Linked DNA regions of Mus musculus: region 1 is linked to region 2. Evidence: chromatin contacts called from public Hi-C data. All regions are on one chromosome and are shown on one strand. Each heading gives the region's core, a stretch centred on a gene start, on an enhancer-like site or on the middle of the called end of the contact. The rest is flanking DNA. Distances are from core to core; before and after follow the strand shown.

Region 1 (5,599 bases), core at 329-2,828, 320 kb after region 2:
ATTGAAGATATTCAACTTGAAGTTTTGAGGTAAATACATACTATAAAATGATCATCCCAACAGGCTGACTCACAAGTCACACCTGCCACCTATACTTAACTCTCTTCCCATGTCATAAGTGCGCACACACCTGTGTGTGCGTGTGTAGCAAAGGAGACTCAGTATGGTTCAAGTATACAACACAACACTCCTTCTATTTTAATGGAAGGCATCTGTCCATAGAGAAAGGAATTAAAAAAAATTACTAAGCTGTTCTTCCTGATGGTCTTATGAAAGGTAGATTTATTTATGAAATGTAGATTGAAGAGAAAAAAATGCCACCTGTTTTTGAGTTGATCAAAATATTCTAGAAAATCCAGAATTTTTTTTCGAGTCTTTTCTGTGTGACTTCTGCATGAAATAAAATGGAGGTCTTCCCACTGCCCTGGGGCAGAAATAAAAGGTCCTTTCTGAGCTCCTTTGCAAGATGGTCATTTTGAGGTGAGTCTCCCAAGCAATGCTTCAAACAGAACTGCAATGCTTCAAACAGAACTCAGCCCGACAGACAGCCTCGGCTCACCTGTCATCGCTGCATGGCACTGTGCTCTGTCTGTGAAAAAACTACAAATTAGACATGTATTGAAAAACCTTCATCTTAAACAGTATTTGACTTAAAGTGATAATTATTTCAAATCCTCAGGTTTTCAACCTTGACTTAATCCAAAATTAAATCCAAATCCAAAATTAAATCTTATTTTATTTTATTTTTAAATCTTATTTTAAAACTTAAAATCTACACCTGCTTTTTTGGAACCAGCCTGAAAGTTCAACTTTTTCCCCCCTTTCAGGATATTGACTTCTTCTGTGAATAAGAAATTAATTAAAACAGCAGATAAAACAGAAACACCAGTGATGAAGAAGAGAAGAAGTGGAAATAACTGAACCTGTGTATCTGTACCTTCCTGGCTTTATTTGGTGGCAGGAGGTTGGATCTTGAAGGTGCTAAGATATGGAAATTGTCAACTCAGTCTTGTTTACTCTTGCCCCGGTCTTTCCACCAACTGCGACTACGTGCTGTGTGAATCATATAGGTCATTTATAACCCAATACTTAGCTTTCAGCGAGGAGAATCTTTATTTACTCAGTGATGAACATATAAGGTGTTTTATCTGTAGTTATTTCTAAATGGTCATTCTCCCCAGCTCTGACTCCATGTCCTTAAGCTTGCTGAGTTAGAAGTCTGACTTTTGGGTGTGTTTTCTGTTATTTGTCTCTCTGGTCATGTGAAGTCTTAATAATGTATTTGTCATGATAACTTCCTATTGTTACTTTTTATATCTGATGCCCTTGGATAGAAGAATGTTAGGTATAAAACAAGTTTTTGTACTCATAAACATTTGGACTATGTCTCTGGAATTTTTTTTCTTTTAAAAATACTTCATATGTTATTTCAGTGGAGATAACTTTACATTCGAAATGACCATTTCCTGTTTCCTCAGATTTAAGTAAGTCTGCGAGTGTGCGCTGAGGCTGGTGGGGGTGTAGGGGGAGGCAAGCTTTGGAACTGTTTCCCTTTTCTCTGTTTCCTGTCTGGTTCTTTTCCAAGTTTTAAGTCACCAAAGGGGACATCCAAAAATCCACTCTGAAGACTGTTTCCTCTGCTCTACTTTCATTTCTGTTTCTACTTTCATTTCCTCTTTCCATACAAATTCCTCTGGACAAGTGTAATCCATTGGAAAGCTTCTGGGGAGCCAGGGGGTCCCCTTTTACAAGTGAAAACTGAAATCCTTGATGCCCATCACAGCGAACTCCAGAGAGCAGACACAGGAACTGACTCTAACTGCATTTTATTCAGAGCCAGAAATCTTGGAAGACAGAGTCAAGGTCCCCAAATCTGCCCTCCACTCCCATCTACAGCATCAGCCAACAGTGAGCCTTTATAAGTTTAGTCTTACCTCTCTGGTTTGGTGGTCAGCCTTGCCTCAGAGATTTCCTTTTATTCCCACCCATTATCATCTCTCTCTGTGTAGAAGTACTCTGTACCCCAAGCCACAGAGTCTGCAGAGAGGCACCACCTAGATCACGTGTCTAGGTAGAAGATGAACTTGGAATAGTTAGTATTGCATACCAGGCTACTTCCAGGGTAGACAGTGATCCTTTCTATATGAAGTGCCCAATGTGTTAGTGTAGAATATGATCACGTCTCTATGTTTTCCTACCACAGTTGCAGGTTCTCAGTCTCATGGTTTTAGAAACAACAACAACAACAGCAACAACAGCAACAACAACAACAAAAACAAAATTAAACAGACCCAGAAGAAAACTCCTGGCAGCTTCTTGAAGGAGGGAGGTGGGTAAGAGACAGAAAGGAAGCCACACTTTCCTAAGTAGAGCTCTCTTGTCAGCAGCTTCAGAGAAACAGAGGAAGGAAATACCACGTGTTTTGAATTAGACCTTAGATTGTAGACATAGCAGTGAACATCTAGAAGCAAGTACATAGAGAGAAGAACTTCGGGGTATACAGCCCAGTAAGGGGCACTTTCCCCTCCAAACTTATTCACGTGTCCTCACATAGAACAGTTTTCTTAAGTGCTGGTTTTCTGTCCAACTGATTGACAGGTCTGTTTAGATTAACACTTAAAGGAGGATACAACAGCATGGTTTTTTTTATAGATTTGTATATATACATGTGCGTATATATTGTAGTAGCAGCAGCAGCAGCAGCAGCAGCAGCAGCAGCAGCAGCAGCAGCACAGAAGGTCTACTAAGTTATAGCACTAGTCTTGTTTTTGTAATCTTATAATCTTTTGGGCAGTTGAGATGCTATTTTCAGCCTAGAATCAGAGATGCAATTCAGATATCCTTCTGATAAAAAGTCATGTAACTGGACCTTTGCACCCATAAGACCACAGCAGCTGTGGTTGCCTGCACAGACCGGCACACGACCAAGCCAGGCAATATTATAGCATGGAGTCGGGGGGGCGGGGGGCTATCCATAACAATTGATGGCTGCTAGGTGGGGGAGAGTCAGTTTACTTTATGGCTGTGGTCCCTGAAAGGTTGACCATGTAGTAGTGCATGAGTCTGCATCCATGAGGGTATGGATAGTGCTAATTGGATTCAGTGGGTTATTTTTAAAAAGGAGGAGTCATGAGGTTGGGAGGGGGATGAGGAAATATATCTGGGAGGAGTTAGGGGATGAATATGACCAAAACATATTATGTGAAATTCTCAAAGAATAAATAAAGTATTATATTAAAATTATGGAAAGGTGGATTAAAGAGAATTAAAAAAAAAGCAAACTAACCACACTTTATCAGGAGGAAATGGTTTTCCCTCAGTGAGTTGTACCTTATCCCCAATATCTCTACTCAAACGTGATTCTTCCCTCCTTTCTTATGGTATCTTAAATTCTAAAGATGCCAGCTGTGATATTTCTTCTTTCTTAAAGTTAGAGCGTTACCGGTAAAAGTGAGAAGTGGGGTTGAAATGATTGTGGGTTCAAGATTCAGAGACTCCAAATGTGCTGATGCCTGCCTCACTGCCTGGCAGGGGCTGTCCACAAGAGTTTCTGTGTTTAATTGTAAATCTGCACCACTGACTGTGTGTAACTAATCTCTCTCTCTCTCTCTCTCTCTCTCTCTCTCTCTCTCTCTCTCTCTCTCTCTCATCTTAACCTTTTAACCTTTGGGTAAAGATAGTTTTGGGGACTTAGCATGGGGTTACCCACCCAGTTTTCTGTGATCTGATTATCCTGTAAATATGACTAAAGAAGTAAGGAGAATCCTTAGGACAAGTCAGAGACTTGGATCTTTTTTCTGCTGTCACCACTGTGACTTTGAGTGAATATATTTTGACAAATTTTTATGGAACTCACACAAGATAAATCATATCAAAAGAACATCATGGATTATTCTAGCTCATTTTATGTCAGGAAAGGCAATGTTCCAGGTAGCATCTAGGGCTTGCAAAAGTTTTAAGATAATTTTTCCACTTACCCACTCTGTAATTTCTCCTTTTATTTTATTTTTCTGGTTTGTTTTTCCAGGACAGGGTTTCTGTATGTAGCCCGGACTATCTTAGAACTCTCTTTGTAGATTAAGCTGGTCTTGAACTCAGATCTCTCTGCCTCTGCCTTCTGAGTGTTGGTATTAAAGGTGTGTGCCATCATTCCCAGTACTAATCCCTCTTGATTGATGACTTCCTTTTCCCAGACCTTATCTCTCTTGGAGTCATATAGCACACCTCTTGTACCATCTGGTTGGTGTCAGGGTTCCAGCTTTGCTCACAAGTTGAGGGCTTCTGTAGCAGAATCCCCCCCCCCCACCCCAGTGCTAATAAGCTCTTATCCCCAGGACTGACCTCATCCAAGAGTGGGGAAGTCCTTGTTTGGTTATACCTTCTGGGGAACCATCTATATGAAAATAGGGTTCACCATGCAGGGCATGGTGATCCTTTCTGCCCTCTGATCTATTGTGTCCCTGGGAACTGATTATAGGACAGACCTCAGATCCCTAGAAACCTGAATTAGAATCAGCATGCTCTCTGGCTTCTGGGTATACATGAGAGTCTGATTGTTGTGCCTTCCCCTCATCTTATAAAGCAGTATTCAAAAGCTACTGAATATGAGTGATGGCGAAAGCCTCCTGAGGCTGAAAGGATTTCAACATCCTTGCTGTTTTCCTCCTCTCGCTTTCCTGTGCACACCACATCAGTCTTTAGAGAATGGATGGGGGCAGGAGCTTGAGGGCAGTGAGTCATTCTGGTCCCCCCTCCTGTTGGGGAATTCTTTCCTCATTAAGAGCAATGGCATTTTAGCATCTTAAACAGGTTGTAAATTCTGTTGTGTAATGGTGGCTTCTGGTCAGGACAGGCAGGATGTTCCCATGAACTGTCAGCAATACAGATGCCTGCACAAGTCCTGAAAAAGACTACACCAATTGTCATGGCAACATGGATGGAGAAAACTTTCACAAAGCCCCATCCCTATGTGAAGAGCTACAGGCAGTCAATGGCTACTGACAGAGGGAGAGAGAACTAATTCTCTCTCTCTCTCCCTCTCCCTCTCCCTCTCCCTCTCTCTCTCTCTCTCTCTCTCTCTCTCTCTCTCTCTCTCTCTCTCTCTCTCTCATTCCCCTGTCTTTTTCTTTAGAAATGAGACCTCCAATTCTAAGTGGTCAGCCCTAAACACACGAAAATAAAGGCAAAAATTAATGAAACACAGTTTGTGGTATATAGAGACATTTACACACACATACATATATATGTATATATATATATGTAAATGTAGAAGAAGAGGTAAAAAATACAAGACGGATTATTTCAGGGGACATGAAAGGAATTTGAAAGGGGAGAAAAGAGGTGGGAAGTTTTCAATCCTCAAATTTAAATGCAGGTTCATCATAAGACAGACATGTGATAGTTTGCTGAAAAGTTAGCTTAGTTAGCTTCTTAAACTGTGGGCATCAATAGCATCTGGGATTCTATAATCAAATGCAGCCATAGAAAAAGGTTCTTGAATGTACAATGACCAAAAGCAGTACTTACACGGAGGTATCAAGGAAGTTTACATAAGTCCCTGACTCAGACACTTGTATCTTTAAATTATTTATCTTATTTT
Region 2 (5,005 bases), core at 986-3,485:
TCCCTATTCTGTAAAACACACAGGTCTAGCTTGCTTTCTCCATATACACAAAGATCTCTGAAAAGCAGAACCAGATACCTTGATTTAGCTGCGTGGCATCCACAATCTGAACACCATTCACAGAGCATTGGGACCCTCTCAGGGGTATCAGAGTCACTGTTCCCCCGGCGTTCTCAAAGACACAGTGCTCACTCTCCAAGTCAAGGCCATGAAGGACTAGGAGAGAAAAACAAAGGAGAAAGTTAGGCCCCACTTTGGTGTATGCTATGATGATTCCCAACTACTCATTCCACTTTGAGCACACCTTTTATTTCCCATATAAGTGCTGTAATATATCTTTTAAGTATGAAAATTCTAATCTGTGAGTCTGTAATCTCAAGTGGCAGAGACAAAGGACCACTGATGGCCACCTCAAAGGATCTGACTATATGCCTGTAACAAAGCAAGCTCTGGCATGACAGCTTATTCTTTCCAAAGGACAACACAGTTGACTAACTTGTTTAACAGAGAATCTCTACTCAACACTGACAAACTTGCATCAGCCACAGGGAGACACAAAAATGAAAGTATCTGCAGGCTTACGACCCATGAGCACCTCTGCACTTACAGATAATGCTTGCCAGAAACAGAAAACAGAGGCATGGTATGGCCCCCAGGAGGTCCTAAAACAGTAGTTTTCAACCTGTGGGTTGTAACCCCTTTGGAAAACACAGATAATTACATTGCTATTCATAACAGTGGCAATATTAGTTATGAAGTAGCAACATAAATAATTTCATGGTTGGGGATTACCACAATGTGAGAAACAATGAAAGGTCACTGCATTAGGAAGGTTGAGCACCACTGTCCCAGGAGCTTGCAGAGGCTTCGCTGGGGTGCCCTCTGCCACAGCCTATGCAGACTCTGAGACCTCTGAAAGCAGCCAGTCACTGAGGGTTATCAGATTAGGTATGACCATCTTGTCAATAGCAGATGTGAATGCCTCTCGAACAAACCAGTTTCTTAGGAGGAGCTCTCACATTCTCTGCAGGACAGCAACAATGGATGTCTCTGGTCAGCGATCATTGCACTTACTAACTGCCCTCATTTATGGCTACCCCCATAGCCAAATGTGTAATTCAAACAAGGGGCTTGATGCCAAAAGAGACTCAGAAGTACTTGAGTCTGAAAGCTTCTGGAATTGTTTTTGGCTCTCCTCATTTCTAGTACTACTAAATGTACACAGAAACATTCGACAAGTGGCTCATTAGCATATACTTGATAGAAAGCAGGTTCCTCATCAGGAACATTAAACTTATCTTGAAATGGTGTAATTCTTTCCCCAATCTGTAATGTGCCCCTCTACACATAGACACCAACTCACACCACATTCTCCACCTACAGACCTGTCTAAGGGATGCTCAGAACACTGTGCAGGCTATCATCTGCTCAGGCTGACCTGCTGGTGATCTGTATGCCTTGTGAAGAATGTAGAACACCCAGAAGCCATGACTTCTAATGGGTCCCTGGCATGTGGTCTCATACTTTGCCATCACCTTCCTGTAGAGAACTCTCCATATTCTGCATTTTGAAGGACCTGGGATCCTTTATCAGTGTCTGCTGGCTGATTTCCATCAATCACAGTGGCAAATACAGAGTGACCGGTGGAGAGTGACTTACATAACTTTACTAGCAGGGTAGAGAATGTACATGAGGTAGCAGAAAGAAGTCATACTTTAATTTTGTTCACTCGATTAACCATCCTTGTTATTCAGCTGGGTTGTAGTCAAAATTATATACACATACTGAGCATTCAACACTTTCTCTTATATCAGCACCGATCAGGAAAAAGAAGACTATTCATTATCTACAGTTATGAAAACTGCTGACAGATCAGATAGTCTCACCAATATCTTGCTCTGTTGAAGCATCTTCTCTGCCGACGTAAGTCTGACCCTCCTGAGAAGGAAATTCAATAGTATTCGTTAGTGAGTGCAGGAGGCCAACCTGCTGCATCACTTCTCATCCTATCTTGATGCATCCATCCTGCTGTGCAACAGAATGAGCAAGGGCTCAGTGCACAAGGCCTCAGTGAGCTTAGGGTACTGAACACTCAGGTGACATCTTCTGTGGTCTGCTAAGTACCAGCACCACTGCAAAGGCAAAGTGCTCAGAAAGTGAAAGCTCTACAGTCAGATCCGGGCAGCCATTTCAAGGGTGACTCAGATCAGTGGACAAGGGCTTCCTTGTGTCCAAAGATGCATGACATGAAGCGGCCACAAAACTCAAGACAGCATAATGTCATTCTGAGTCACAGGGCACCAGAGAAAAGCTATTGAAATTGAGGTCACAGAGCAACACTTGGTAACTGACAAGGAACTCTGACCTCTAGAACAGTGAGAACTATACAGAATCAAGGCTGACTAAAAGGAAGGTACCATATAATAATAACCAGGAGGAACCAGCAAGTGTGCACATAGCAAATCCCAGTTCTGGGTTCTTGTTCCTTCCTCAGTTTTTCTACCTTTTTCCCCCCTTATCTTCCTTTTTATGATTCCACAGAAAAGAAGCCAAAACGGATGACTCATCATTTAACTTCAGAACTCTATATACACAGGAACTTCAGATACCACTGAATCTCAATGAACTGTAGAAAAATCCCCAAAGGCTCAAGGATTTGTTGTATATTCTTTCACTTAATAGTTGCACTCATGGCCACAAAGTATTATAATAACCCTTGCTAGAATCTAAGGGGAAATCTGGAAACAAAATGAGAATGTTCCACGTAATCAGTTTCTACCTTCAAGTGATACAAGATGATTCCAGTGCTCAGAAGATCATCATCAATGCCAATTAGGTGCGGCAGCTCCGAGTCCAGCACCACACCAATGCCCTCTTTCCTGAGGGCTAGAGTTTGCTCCTGAAATCAGGAGGAGAGAGAAGAAATAGATTATTTGGGGGAAAGACAACTTCATTCTAGGTGTCTTTAGATGTTTAGATTTTATTTACTACTTAAAAAAAACAACAACAACAGAAAGAAAAATGGACTTTAAAACCTGGCAGGCAGTAGGCAAAATGAACTTGGAACATATAAAATGTTCAACCTAAAATGAATTAAACTCTTAGCTTGATATATATAACCTTTTCAAAGTCAATCTCAAGGCCCATCTTCCTTAGCAAGGACTTTACAATCACCCTTTATAAAGTAACCTTTCTCGCTTCTTCAGATCATGTACTTTCTTAATAGCTAGAAGTCTCTTTAATTGCCAATCCTTCTCTCTGGTCACAGGAACATACTGAGCATGCTTTTGAGATAGCAGCTCCCTCACTTAGTTCTGCATCTCTGCATCAGAGATACCCTCTATACCCTGTATCAGCTTCCCACATACTGCACCACTAACAGTTCTTCCCACTCCATCCATGGGGCGGGCAGTTTAAACGGGAAACACCCACCACAGTCTTACCGTCAAATTTAAACATTTGATCCCCAGTTAGTGCCTCTGTTTTGGAAGGTTTGAGTAGTACAGCCTTGCTGGAGGAAGTATGTCACTGAGACCAGGCTCCTATCACTTCTAATTTGATCTCTTCTTCCTCCTTGCCATGGAAGGTGTGAGCTCTCAGCTTCCTGCCATCATGGAAGCCCTACGCTGTCTCACTATGATCGACTCTTACACCTCTGAATTGTAAGTCAAAGTAAACCCTTCCCTCTACAAGCTGTCTTGGTCATGGTGTTTTATCCAGCAACAGAAAAGTAACTACATGAACCACAACTCCCTCAGTCTAGCAGAGACCTGAGAGAGATACACCTACCCCAAACTTCCCTGCACTTCCCAAATTCCTCCCTGCCACTCTTTTGAAACCACTTTATGGAGGCTGTCAATCTTGGACTCTACTCACACTCTCTCCCTGAATAATAAGTCTCACCCTGACTTACCAGCCATTCACATATTGAGAACTTTTCAGTTAAAATTGATAGGACATACCTCCCTCTTAAATTTCATACATACTTATACCTGCCTAGCTCAGTATCTTTAGAGAAATAACAGATTGTTAGCTCAAACTTAACACATTAAAAAACAAACAAAAAGCCTTCAAACCTGTAGACTATCCACCCCATATTGGCAAACGCCAATCTCCCTTAATATTACTCAGAAAAAAACTGACGATAATGCATAACTCCTGTCTTTCTCTACATTCTATAGTGTTGAGTCTACCATCAAAATACACCCTAAGTCACTACTCAAACACTTGCACTATTTTAGCCAACCCTAAGTCATCATTACCTTTCACTCGCATTGCTCCGACAACCCAAACCATCACTTATATTCATACTTCAGTAGCCAGAGAGATTTCAGAGCAGCTAATGCTGCTCAGAGATTTTAAAGCCCTCTACTGTTGCCGAGTGACACACTAACGTCTATAATGCTTTACAAGTACAGCTGGGTCTCATCTGTTCCTACCCTACACTAATTTCTTGCCACTGCCTCCTGTGATTCCCAAACTTGCTGGCCAGCTCATCTGTAGGACTTCATCACTGATGGCACTTCTATTTTAGGAGCTACAGCATTATCTGCCATTGCTCTGGTGCCATTTAGTCTGGCAAACAACAAACTACCTAGCATGTCTAAGCCAAGATTCTGAACCTCTTAAGCAGTGTTAAGGCAAAACTCAAATACTGAACTCAAAGGAGTCCCTGATAAGTTCAGGGACAGGGCATGAAGAGTGCGGAGTTCCTAGGAACTTCCTTCGACATTTAGCTTTCAAATGCACACTTGGAGACTTGAAGTCACATAAGAGGATTATAGAATGAAGGGACCCAGAAACATGGGTATTAAAAAAAAGGACATATAAAAATCACCACTTGGAAGAAAGCAATTTAATTTAACAACCATTAAATAGATACGCAGAGAAATGACCAACACATAAGTTAAGATTCTAGAAAAAGAAATGAAGCATATCATTGTTCTTCAATTACTCCGCCTATCAACCAAGCTCTCATTCCACGGCTGGGAAGCTCAGGCTTTGA

What was found. Hi-C and Micro-C count contacts between places; a contact is called where the count stands out from the background.
Region 1: a contact with region 2 is called in a Hi-C map of bone marrow-derived macrophages, with 2.7 times the contacts expected there. The contact joins two enhancer-like sites. A contact is called at or near these places in 1 of 484 Hi-C or Micro-C datasets (bone marrow-derived macrophages), 1 of 115 datasets of contacts at active chromatin or transcription factors (embryonic stem cells) and 1 of 9 other capture datasets (liver).

Annotation. Positions count from the first base shown.
Region 1 is chr2:143,080,328-143,085,926 of GRCm38.p6, forward strand. Otor (otoraplin) reads left to right here. Exons shown (of 4, transcript NM_020595.3): 4 at 828-1,386. The coding sequence ends at 851. Among named protein-coding and RNA genes, the nearest start is that of Otor, 4.7 kb to the left of the region's middle. Within about 2 kb of position 1,579, at least 32 of the 459 cell types and tissues checked have an H3K27ac peak or open chromatin away from gene starts, as enhancers often do. A contact at or near this core is called in bone marrow-derived macrophages, where this site is marked.
Region 2 is chr2:142,756,011-142,761,015 of GRCm38.p6, forward strand. It overlaps Kif16b (kinesin family member 16B), which reads right to left. Exons shown (of 26, transcript NM_001081133.2): 13 at 2,780-2,899; 14 at 1,887-1,938; 15 at 79-216. Among named protein-coding and RNA genes, the nearest start is that of Kif16b, 140 kb to the right of the region's middle. Within about 2 kb of position 2,236, at least 72 of the 459 cell types and tissues checked have an H3K27ac peak or open chromatin away from gene starts, as enhancers often do. A contact at or near this core is called in bone marrow-derived macrophages, where this site is marked.